Linked DNA regions of Mus musculus: region 2 is linked to region 1. The links are chromatin contacts, called in public Hi-C maps. All regions are on one chromosome and are shown on one strand. Each heading gives the region's core, a stretch centred on a gene start, on an enhancer-like site or on the middle of the called end of the contact. The rest is flanking DNA. Distances are from core to core; before and after follow the strand shown.

The links. Hi-C and Micro-C count contacts between places; a contact is called where the count stands out from the background.
Region 2: a Hi-C map of double positive thymocytes shows a contact between it and region 1, with 7 times the contacts expected there. The contact joins two enhancer-like sites. A contact is called at or near these places in 1 of 15 datasets of contacts at CTCF or cohesin (thymocytes), 7 of 484 Hi-C or Micro-C datasets (CD4 T cells, cerebral cortex, cortical neurons and 2 more) and 4 of 115 datasets of contacts at active chromatin or transcription factors (SST interneurons, double positive thymocytes, regulatory T cell precursor and 1 more).

What each region holds. Positions count from the first base shown.
Region 1 is chr17:52,315,144-52,320,143 of GRCm38.p6, forward strand. The region is part of intron 2 of Gm41600 (predicted gene, 41600); the gene reads left to right. Among named protein-coding and RNA genes, the nearest start is that of Gm41600, 13 kb to the left of the region's middle. Within about 2 kb of position 2,263, at least 8 of the 459 cell types and tissues checked have an H3K27ac peak or open chromatin away from gene starts, as enhancers often do. A contact at or near this core is called in double positive thymocytes, where this site is marked.
Region 2 is chr17:52,459,975-52,464,610 of GRCm38.p6, forward strand. No RefSeq gene overlaps it. Among named protein-coding and RNA genes, the nearest start is that of Gm27217, 140 kb to the right of the region's middle. Within about 2 kb of position 2,442, at least 29 of the 459 cell types and tissues checked have an H3K27ac peak or open chromatin away from gene starts, as enhancers often do. A contact at or near this core is called in double positive thymocytes, where this site is marked.

The sequences.
Region 1 (5,000 bases), core at 1,013-3,512:
CAAACACTATGTAAAAATTTATTGAATGAAGAGATGTTCCATAAAGAACCTAAACAGTAAAGAAACACCACTGATATACTTTTTTGCACTTAGAAAGCTCTGCTCACATAATATATACTCACCGATAAGTGGATATTAGTCCAGAAACTTAGAATACCCAAGATATAAGATACAATTTGCAAAACACAAGAAACTCAAGAAGAAGGAAGACAAAAGTGTGGACACTTTGCTCCTTCTTAGAATTGGGGAAAAAACACCCATGGAAGGAGTTACAGAGACAAAGTTTGGAGCTGAGATGAAAGGATGGACCATCTAGAAACTGCCATATCCAGGGATCCATCCCATAATCAGCTTCCAAACGCTGACACCATTGCATACACTAGCAAGATTTTGCTGAAAGGACCCAGATATAGCTGTCTCTTGTGAGGCTATGCCAGGGCCTAGCAAACACATAATTGGATGCTCACAGTCAGCTATTGGATGGATCACAGGGCCCCCAGTGGAGAAGCTAGAGAAAGCACCCAAGGAGCTGGGGGGATCTGCAACCCTATAGGTGGAACAACAATATGAACTAACCAGTACCCCCCCAGAGCTCATGTCTCTAGCTGCATATGTATCAGAAGATGGCCTAGTTGGCCATCAGTGGAAAGAGAGGCCCATTGGTCGTGCAATCTTTATCTGCCTCAGTACAGGGGAATGCCAGAGCCAAGAAGTGGCAGTGGGTGGATGGGGGAGCATGTGGGGGACTTTTGGGATAACATTGGAAATGTAAATGAAATAAATACCTAATAAAAAAGAAAGAAAGCTCTGCTCCACATAGAAGCCATCCTTATATGAAATATTGTTAAAAATCTATGAGTTGCAGCATTTCAACTGATTGTCAAATGCTGTCAATGGGAGCCACCTGTGGGAAATAGAGGTGGGTGTGGGTGATATACACAAGTCACAGAGGGTGAGGCACACTGCCTTGGGTAGATTTTCTTCATCCGCAGGCTTTCAAAAGTCTTCATTATTCACTGGGGAATTGTGATCTTCTAGAAAGAGACTAAGATACATGGCTCAGGCCTATGTGATCCGAGGACCCTTTTGTCATAGACTGTTACATCATACTAGAATACCTTCTTGGGAAATATGGACCTAATCATAAGTAGTAGAACAGACCTAGGAAAAGATTTATTTTTATAGGGCAGTAAAATCCTTTTTTTTCAGGTCAGGGAAGACTTATTCAGGGATGAGATGTGGAGTTCTCATAACCCAAGGCAGCCATTGGGGAGATTTCATTCCAATGAAGCAGTTAGATGAGTGAAAACAAATGAACATAAAATAAGTATATAATAACACCTAGGGAGAATTAAACATCTCTCCACTTAACAGCTGTCACAGAGATAATCGTAGCAACTAGATTGATTGTGGAAGATGAAACTGTAAGTTTAAAAGGGAAGCAGCTGAGTTTGCTTATATCACCTGCAAAGGGACTACTTTTCTTTGGCAGATTGATATTGCACAAAGGTTTGAAGTTTCATTAAAGACGTATGGCTGGATGGCGATGTGGTGTGTTACAGAACCTGTGTGGATAATCAGACAATGCATTGTATCGCACTATCAGGAAATGCAATGGTACTAATGCCGCCTGCATCATGCTCTCCCTTGAACAGCACCTTTACACAAAGAAGCAGTTTGACATTGTGTTAAGCCTGTAACAATAAAAATATCATCAGCACATTTATTATATAATGACAGGTGGATGTATGTCCATTGGGATCTCCTTTTCCAATTTTATAATTTTATAACACTTTAGTATCTATTGTAACTTTGAAAAGTAGTTGCTTTCCCATCCTAATAAAGTCCTTGTATGCATAATGAAAGAATTAAAAAAATAAAAAAATGAAATATGAACAGCCAAACAAAAAAAAAAAAGAAAATTGGAGTTACCCATGTCAAGGGGCACTCACACCTGCAGACAGTGCATTCTTCCTCCCTGGTAAACTTCCTGCCGAAAACAGGTCACAGTTAACAGCTGGAGCGACTTGGAGAGGTTTAAAATTTTTTTTAAACAATTAGTTTTATGTTCTTTTAAATAATTGCTTCATTATATTTGGTACATCTGTGCAGGGGTCTGATGATGACATTTGGTAAATTTCCAAATAGCTGGAAAACTGGGGAATACCAGTTAAGCAATCGCAAAAGCCACCTGTCAGTTTTGAAGAGGCTTTCTCAGTGTAAAAGAGAAATTCAACAAAAGAACTGATCCTGTTCTCTGAAGAAATGGCTCTGTTTCAGATGAGGCTATCAGAGCCTATGTTTCCTTTAAGAAGGTAGGCTGTAGGTAGTTCAGTCGAGGCTAACAAAAAATAAGAGGTTTAGAAAGGAATGCCTGTGAGGAAAGGCATACAACCTGGAGATATCCATTCAAGTCAAAGGAGACAGAGGGGAGACATAGCTATCTACCAGAGGTTCAAATGATGTTCCAGGCGGGAATGTACATTAGCCACAGTAGAAAAGGACAGTTCAGAGAAAAGAGCTGAGCCCACTTTACTTAATATTAAGAACAATTTTTAAAAACAACCATTCAAAGAATGCAGTTGTCTGTCATTGGAGTCTAGGGCTTACAGTTATCGAATGGAGAGCAGGTCCTTAGCAATGGCTGGAAATCCCTTTTTAACAGATCTTGTGCTTAGATTATAGGTGGTAAGATGTCTCTCTGGTTGTAAGTGATCGTGCGATTTTCTGCTTACTCTAATAACATGTTTTGATTCAGAAGCAAATGTACGTCAAGAGATTCACATATCCTTCATGTTGCATACAAAATATTTTCTAGGGATAAATAGGAAATCAAACAGAAGAAAAGAAAGAAACAGAATATTCTTTGACATGTGTGAGACCATGGGTGCACCATCTCAATAAATGACTATTCCTGACTTTATACGAACCAATAAAGACCTTCTTTGCGCTCCGATGTTGCTGGTACTTTAATGCAGGGTTACTTGTATATTAAGTAAGCAATCTACCACAGAACTTGACACTTGACAACAACTCTAATAAATTCCATCTTTCTATTCTTTTTTTTATATTAGGTATCTTTGTTGTTGTTTATTACTTTGTTTGAACCAACCAACTTTATGCCCCATCAACCATCCTTACTTTCAAGAGTGGCTTTTTTAAAAATTTTCTTTTTAAAATTGTTAGATGTAATTATTTTATGTGAGTGTTTTACTTGCATGTATGTCTGTACACCATGTGCATGCATGATGTGCAAGAGGGTCAGGAAAAGGTGTTGGATCCTTTAGAACTATAGTTACAGATGGCTGTAACTCTCGAATTGGGTGCTGAGAATCAAACTTGGATGCTGAAAATTGAACATGGGACCCCTGGAAGAGCAGCCCATGGTTTTAACCACTGAGCCATATCGCTAGGCCTGGGTAACTTTTTACATACAATTAAATGCTTTAATTAAAATTTTGTAGAATATAGATGCTATAGGAAAAAGTTAGCATGGAATATAAATCTGAGTGACTGGGAACACAACTTTAAAAGGAAATTCAGTATTGAACCTTCTGAGAAAGTGACATCTGAGCAAGCAAGAACCTGTGGATCTAAGGCACATCTTCAGGAGGACATCCAGGGAAGGCAAGGATTTAAGAGTATGAAGGACATCTTCAGAAACATATCTAGAATATCCAGTTCCTAAGATAGGACATTTAACTTAGAAATCTAACTGCTACAGGTATATCCTTCCCTATAGTCTTTTCAATATCAAATCAAATCAATTTCTTAGCAAGTGCTACATTCTGATTTGCTTTCCTTAATAAGAAATTCAATTTAGGCATGTCTCAGGACTTGGGAGGTAGAGGTAGGCATATTCCCATGAGTTCAAGGGCACTTTGTACTACATTGTGAATCTCAGGATATTCAGAGCTACAGAGAAAGACTCTTTCTGGGATCTGCAACCCTATAGGTGCAACAACATAATGAACTAACCAGTACCCCGGAACTCTGGACTCTAGCTGCATATGTATCAAAAGATGGCCTAGTTGGCCATCACTGGAAAGAGAGGCCCATTGGACTTGTAAACTTTATATGCCCCAGTACAGGGGAACTCCAGGGCCAAAAAGTGGGAGTGGGTGGGTAGGGGAGTGGGAGGGAGGGTATGGGGGACTTTTGGGATAGCATTGGAAATGTAAATGAGGAAAATACCTAATTTAAAAAAAATAAAGCCACAAGAATCAAATCCTCAAAAAAAAGAAAGAAAGAAAGAAAGACTCTTTCTGAATAAGAATATTATGTAGAAGGAAGATAAAGAGAAGGGTAAGGAGGAGGAGGAATAAGAGGAGGAATAAAACAAGGAGGAAGCTAATTTAATATTTATAAAACTATGTTTTAAAAGCTGAAGAATAAAGCAGAGCTTGTCTAAGTATGTGTATCTACATATAAATTCTTATACATGAATATGTGTGCACACGTGCTTGTTTTTGTATATACTTTATTTTTTGACATTACATGGATTAGTAAAAGTTTATTGACAACCTGTTTGTCATCTCTTGCTTTACTTCTGAAAATTACATTTTAAAAAGTTAAATTTAAGCAAATTATATGATTCTACAACCAGAGTTTAGTTTATTTTCTAAACAACCACTTAGAACCGACTATCCTAAATATGGTACTATCATCCCTAGCAGAAGAAATACTGGTACACAATTATTTTCAATACAGCCTTGACAATTACTTTAATATATCTGCACAGCAATGGGCACCTAATTATGCCATATATATATATATATATATATATATATATATGGCATAAATATATATATATATACATATATATATATATTTACTTATAACTCTTCAACTCATTCAAACATAGGATAAAGATATGTCATCCTCACATGATTGCCTAACTTTTGTAGTCTGAGCATATGCTGGTAATTTGAGCCTGAGAAACTGTAATACATGATATCCTTGAGAGTGTGGTCTGGACCTGAACTTTCTCAGATTTCAGT
Region 2 (4,636 bases), core at 1,192-3,691, 150 kb after region 1:
AAAATTCTTAGAAAGAAAGGCAGGGAAATTAGATACAATTTTCACACAGTTCTCATGTAAGCACATGAGAATAAAGAGGGGTCCCTCTCACCCTTTTTTTTTTTGAAGACCATCTTTGTTTACTTCATTCCCAAGTATTAAGAGATTGTGTGATCCATTTGCATAGGGTAACTAACATATACCACATCATTTGCACGTCTGCAAGTACACGTGAGTAACCGTAATTACACGTGACACCAATTACTCTATTACTTTGTATTAAATTATAATGGAAAATTCCACTAGAGAATTGAAGCCTAATTGCATCTTAATTTGCATAATTTTGCATATTAATTACATCTCCGATGAATAATAAATTTCAGCAGATTTTTAATTTATGCATAGACACAAAAACAAGTGGAGAAATAATTTAGAAAAAAAAATACCAGCAACTATTACTTAGGGCATTCAACTAATTTTGCTTAGTTTAGCAAAACAAAACTTGGTTTGTTTGATATGGCATCTTTAGGCTGATTGCTGTTTATTGCATAATATGTCTCAAAGCATAGGTGCAGACATGGCTTTTCTTAATAAAAGAGGAGGGGGTTCAATTATAGCATTTTAAGTTTAGAGATTTTATAGTTTGCTAAACCTGTTTTGGGGATAACGTCTCTTTTTAGTTGGAAATATCTTTAATTGTAATTCCTTTTTAAAAACTGAAGATTAATTTCTGTTGTTGCTATTTTAAATGCAAGGGATTACAAAAAATAGAATATAAAAAAATACTTTGGTGAAGGCAACCACTTATAAAATGTGTCAAATGATTCCTTATTTTGAATCTATGGTGAAGTAGCTCAAAATTATTTCTGTGATTTTACATGAGCAATTCAAAGAAAGAATTCCCATGCAGGTTGTTGTTTTGTTGGGAAATCACTGTGCAGAGGAATGGCTTTTAAACCTAGCTGCTATTTTCTGATTATTTTCTTTGTTTATCAGTATCCTAGTCTAAGCAGTAACATTTGCTTTTGATTGCTAGAGACCTCGATTTTAAATTTCTTACCTTTGGCCTGATATTTATTAAATAAATGGAGCAGTTTTCTATAATTAATACATATAAAGCTATCTTTACATCAAAAGTCACAATAAAACATGACTTGGTATTTCTCAAATGATAATACATCTGTGAAAATTCAATTTGTCCACCTTTGCCTCAAAACAAGCCTTCATGTTTTACTGTTGAAGCAAATGCCAAAGAAGGGGGCCCTGGGTGCTGCCTCCTTAAGTCTAATACTATGATCATTTGGCAAATTATACAAAAGGAGAAGATGACAACATCCCAATAAATCAGGAAACTGTCAAGATTAATAATCTTAGCCGTCATCTGTTTTCCTATGAAAGCCCGACTGGCATCAAGCACGTTCCAGTTTATTCTGCCCTTCTTCTGGTTGGGAAACTGGATTTGTGCCAGCCTGGTGGCACACGACCTCCAGGAAGCCATCCTGTATGCCTTCTATCGTATTAGTCTGCATTTTGCCAGTCGCGCTGTTTCACGGGGCTGCAAGCAAGAACTCCTTAGGACACATGCGCCCTTCTCCCGTTTCTGATCAGCATTATCACTTGCTACAGACGGGAGACAATCTTGAGCTTAAAAGTCTGCATTTCTGTTTGTTTCCTTACATTCTAATATTTGCTGTTTGGTTTTAAAAGTTTTCCTCAGCTCAGACAAAGTAGAACCAATGAAAGAAATAAAATAAAGGCCCGACGTTCTATTGTCAGTACAAGGCCTTGCCTCTCTGGTTTCTGTTACTGGATGACAGACCTTTGGTTACTCAGGTATTTAAAAGCTGATCATTCAGCCATCCAAAATAGAACTGTGTCCGTGATCACATCTGTCTCTACTTTTTTGTTCAAGCCTTTTGATCAGGTTCTTACATTAAAGAGGGATTTGAGCTGGCTGAGTTCCTCGGGGAGGGGAGGGGGAAGAAAAAAAAATGATTCCAACATTTGAACAATGGTTCCCTCTTGTGGCCAGGCTTCAGGACTGCTGTTCAGGAAATCGAGAGCGGTGAAAAGTCTCTCCTGATGCTTAGACTTTTGTGCAACCTGCTGTATACCTACTGGCACCTGGTTTGGAGACCCTTCCTTCAGGTTCCAGTCACTGGTCCTATTTTTAGCATGGTGTAAGCTTTGTAGATTGAGGAGACAGCGGAACCCAGCTGTTCTGTGCTCATCATTGCTCTTATGCAGAGAAAAATCTTCCTTTGGAACAGCGTAGTGTCCGTATTTTAGGGAAAAAAAATTGAAGTTGTTAATGAGTATTTGGGGGAAAGGCTGTCTGGCTCTCATTATAGGGTTCAGAAGTGTATTTAGACTCCATAAGTCAAAGCATTCATAATCTCCTGAGGGAGCATTTCTGGTGTAGAATTAAGTCTAGACTGTGCTCATTCGTTTAGGCATTTTCATCTTTGAGGGTAAGAGCCTACAACACGACCAGTTACTCGCAGATGGGCCTCCCATGCCCCTTTCATCCATTCTCAAATAGACTTATTCGATCTGACTTCCTGATGGGACAACACTTGGTCTAATGTAGCATCTGTCAAAGCCCCCGCACAGGTCCTCACGGTGTTGAACCATGCTTAGAGTGGCGACTGCCAGAAGATGCCCCTTTAAACAGACTTTCCCCTCTTTAAGATCATATTCAATGGAGAAGTAAGCTACTGCGACATTGACAGGAATCTGCTCTTGCATACATGAGACTTTAAATATCAAGGAAAAATTGTAGCTGTCCGTGCAACAAGATGAATGCAATGTGTGTGTGTGTGTGTGTGTGTGTGTGTGTGTGTGTGTGAGTGTGTGTGTGTGTGTGTGTGTGTGTGTGTGTGTGTGTAATACAATTCTAGGTATAGAAACATTCTCTCTCAATGCTGTTCTAGGGATCCCATTTAAGGAATGAAAGCTTTTGTATTTGTCAAGGCATTTCCAGGCCACAATTCTTATTTACCTCACAGTTTGTTTGGAAGTTTTACATGGTAAACAATATTCAGGGTAGAAATGGAAGCAGTCTTGCCAATCCTGGACAACATTGTCAGTTGCCAGGAATCAAGACTACAGAGCTTTAGTAATTATTATTTTTTAATTGTACCTATGAACATGTAACGTATGTAAAACATGCGCATGCACATCTGTGCCAGGATATGTATGTTAAAGTCAGAGGACCGCTTTAGGAGTCAATTCTTCTCCCTCTGCTCTATGCATCCCGGGGACAGAATCCAGACCCTCAGTCTTAGCAGCAGACACACTGACCTACTGACCCATTTCGCAGACAAATGCAGGTGTAATTGCTCATATACTACTTTTTCTCTTGAGGGCAAACAAAGCTTTCTGATGCTCTCACATTCACTTGCAATATGAGTCATGTCAGAAGCACAGCTAGGTCAGTAGAGAATAGGGCTACTTCAGTTTAAGTTAGCCCAAACTTCAATATTAAAAAGAATGGCTTGCTTTTCTCCAAGTAGCGGACTTCAAAACAACTAAGGCTTCCTGTCATTGCTTTCAGCAGCTCCCCCTCCCTTTTCTTCACTGTTTCTTGGGAGGTGTCCTCCATGTGGTTTCTTTGTCAGGTAATAGGTGCCTGGCCGAAAGCTCCCCAAAGAGTCCATGCCCAATCCCCTGATTCCTTTCCCTTTTGTTCTGCCTGTTTGTTCAATAGAACAACCCAGGTTTGAATGGCGCATGGCTATAGCAGTTTCCCCGTAGCACATGCTTCTCAGCAGCTTGTGGACATTTAAAAAAAATTAATTAGTATCATCTGACTTCTGCAGGAAACCCATCCTCAAACCCAGTGTCTCTCTCTACTTTGCCCTTCTTATCTGTCTCTGCCTCTACCTAAGTCTCAGTCGCTATCCCTCTGTCTCTGTCTCTCTCCCTGACTCCCCCCCCCCCAAGAGATTAGCAATCTAATTCATTTGCACAAGAATAATAACCAACAAAAATCCATCTGGCTCTTCATTTTCTTTCTCTTAAAGGATCACAGAAGCCCTTGGAAGTTAGCAAAAACAAATAAGGAAAGAGGAAAAGTGTAAACTGAAGGGACCTAAGTTTTAGATGTAACAATTCATTCAAATTTTAAGTGAAATATTCAGGGCTTAGATGAATAGATAGTTTCTAGCTCTTATTTTGTCACATGGAGTTTAGAGACAGTTCAGAAACTGATTGTTTAGCCAATGATTTAATAAAGGATATTTTTAACAACAGAAAAACATGGAACAAAATCTCACGGAGAGTAAAAAAGAAGTCTTTTTTTATTGCCTTCTAAGCTTTTGGAAAATGGCAGGTTCACCTCCCTTGTGTCGTGCCTTGATGTGATTGGAGCAACTGAGCATATGTTTCTGAGCACAAGTCCACTGGAGCTCAGAGTGGCCTGTCTGTCCTTCAGGAGCTGGTCACATTCACCTCTTCTAAGAGACTTCCTTGATTTCCCATACATGCATGAACAGTGCTGTCATTAGCTCTCATTAGGCATTGTTTGATTTTCATCTGCCGTATTTTAAATTTGATTGCTTTTTTATCATGTTCCCTGTCTCCAGGTTGTAACTCCCATGGGGTCAAGAATTCTTACCACTTGCTTTTAAGCAGCACTCCACAAATGTCAATTGAC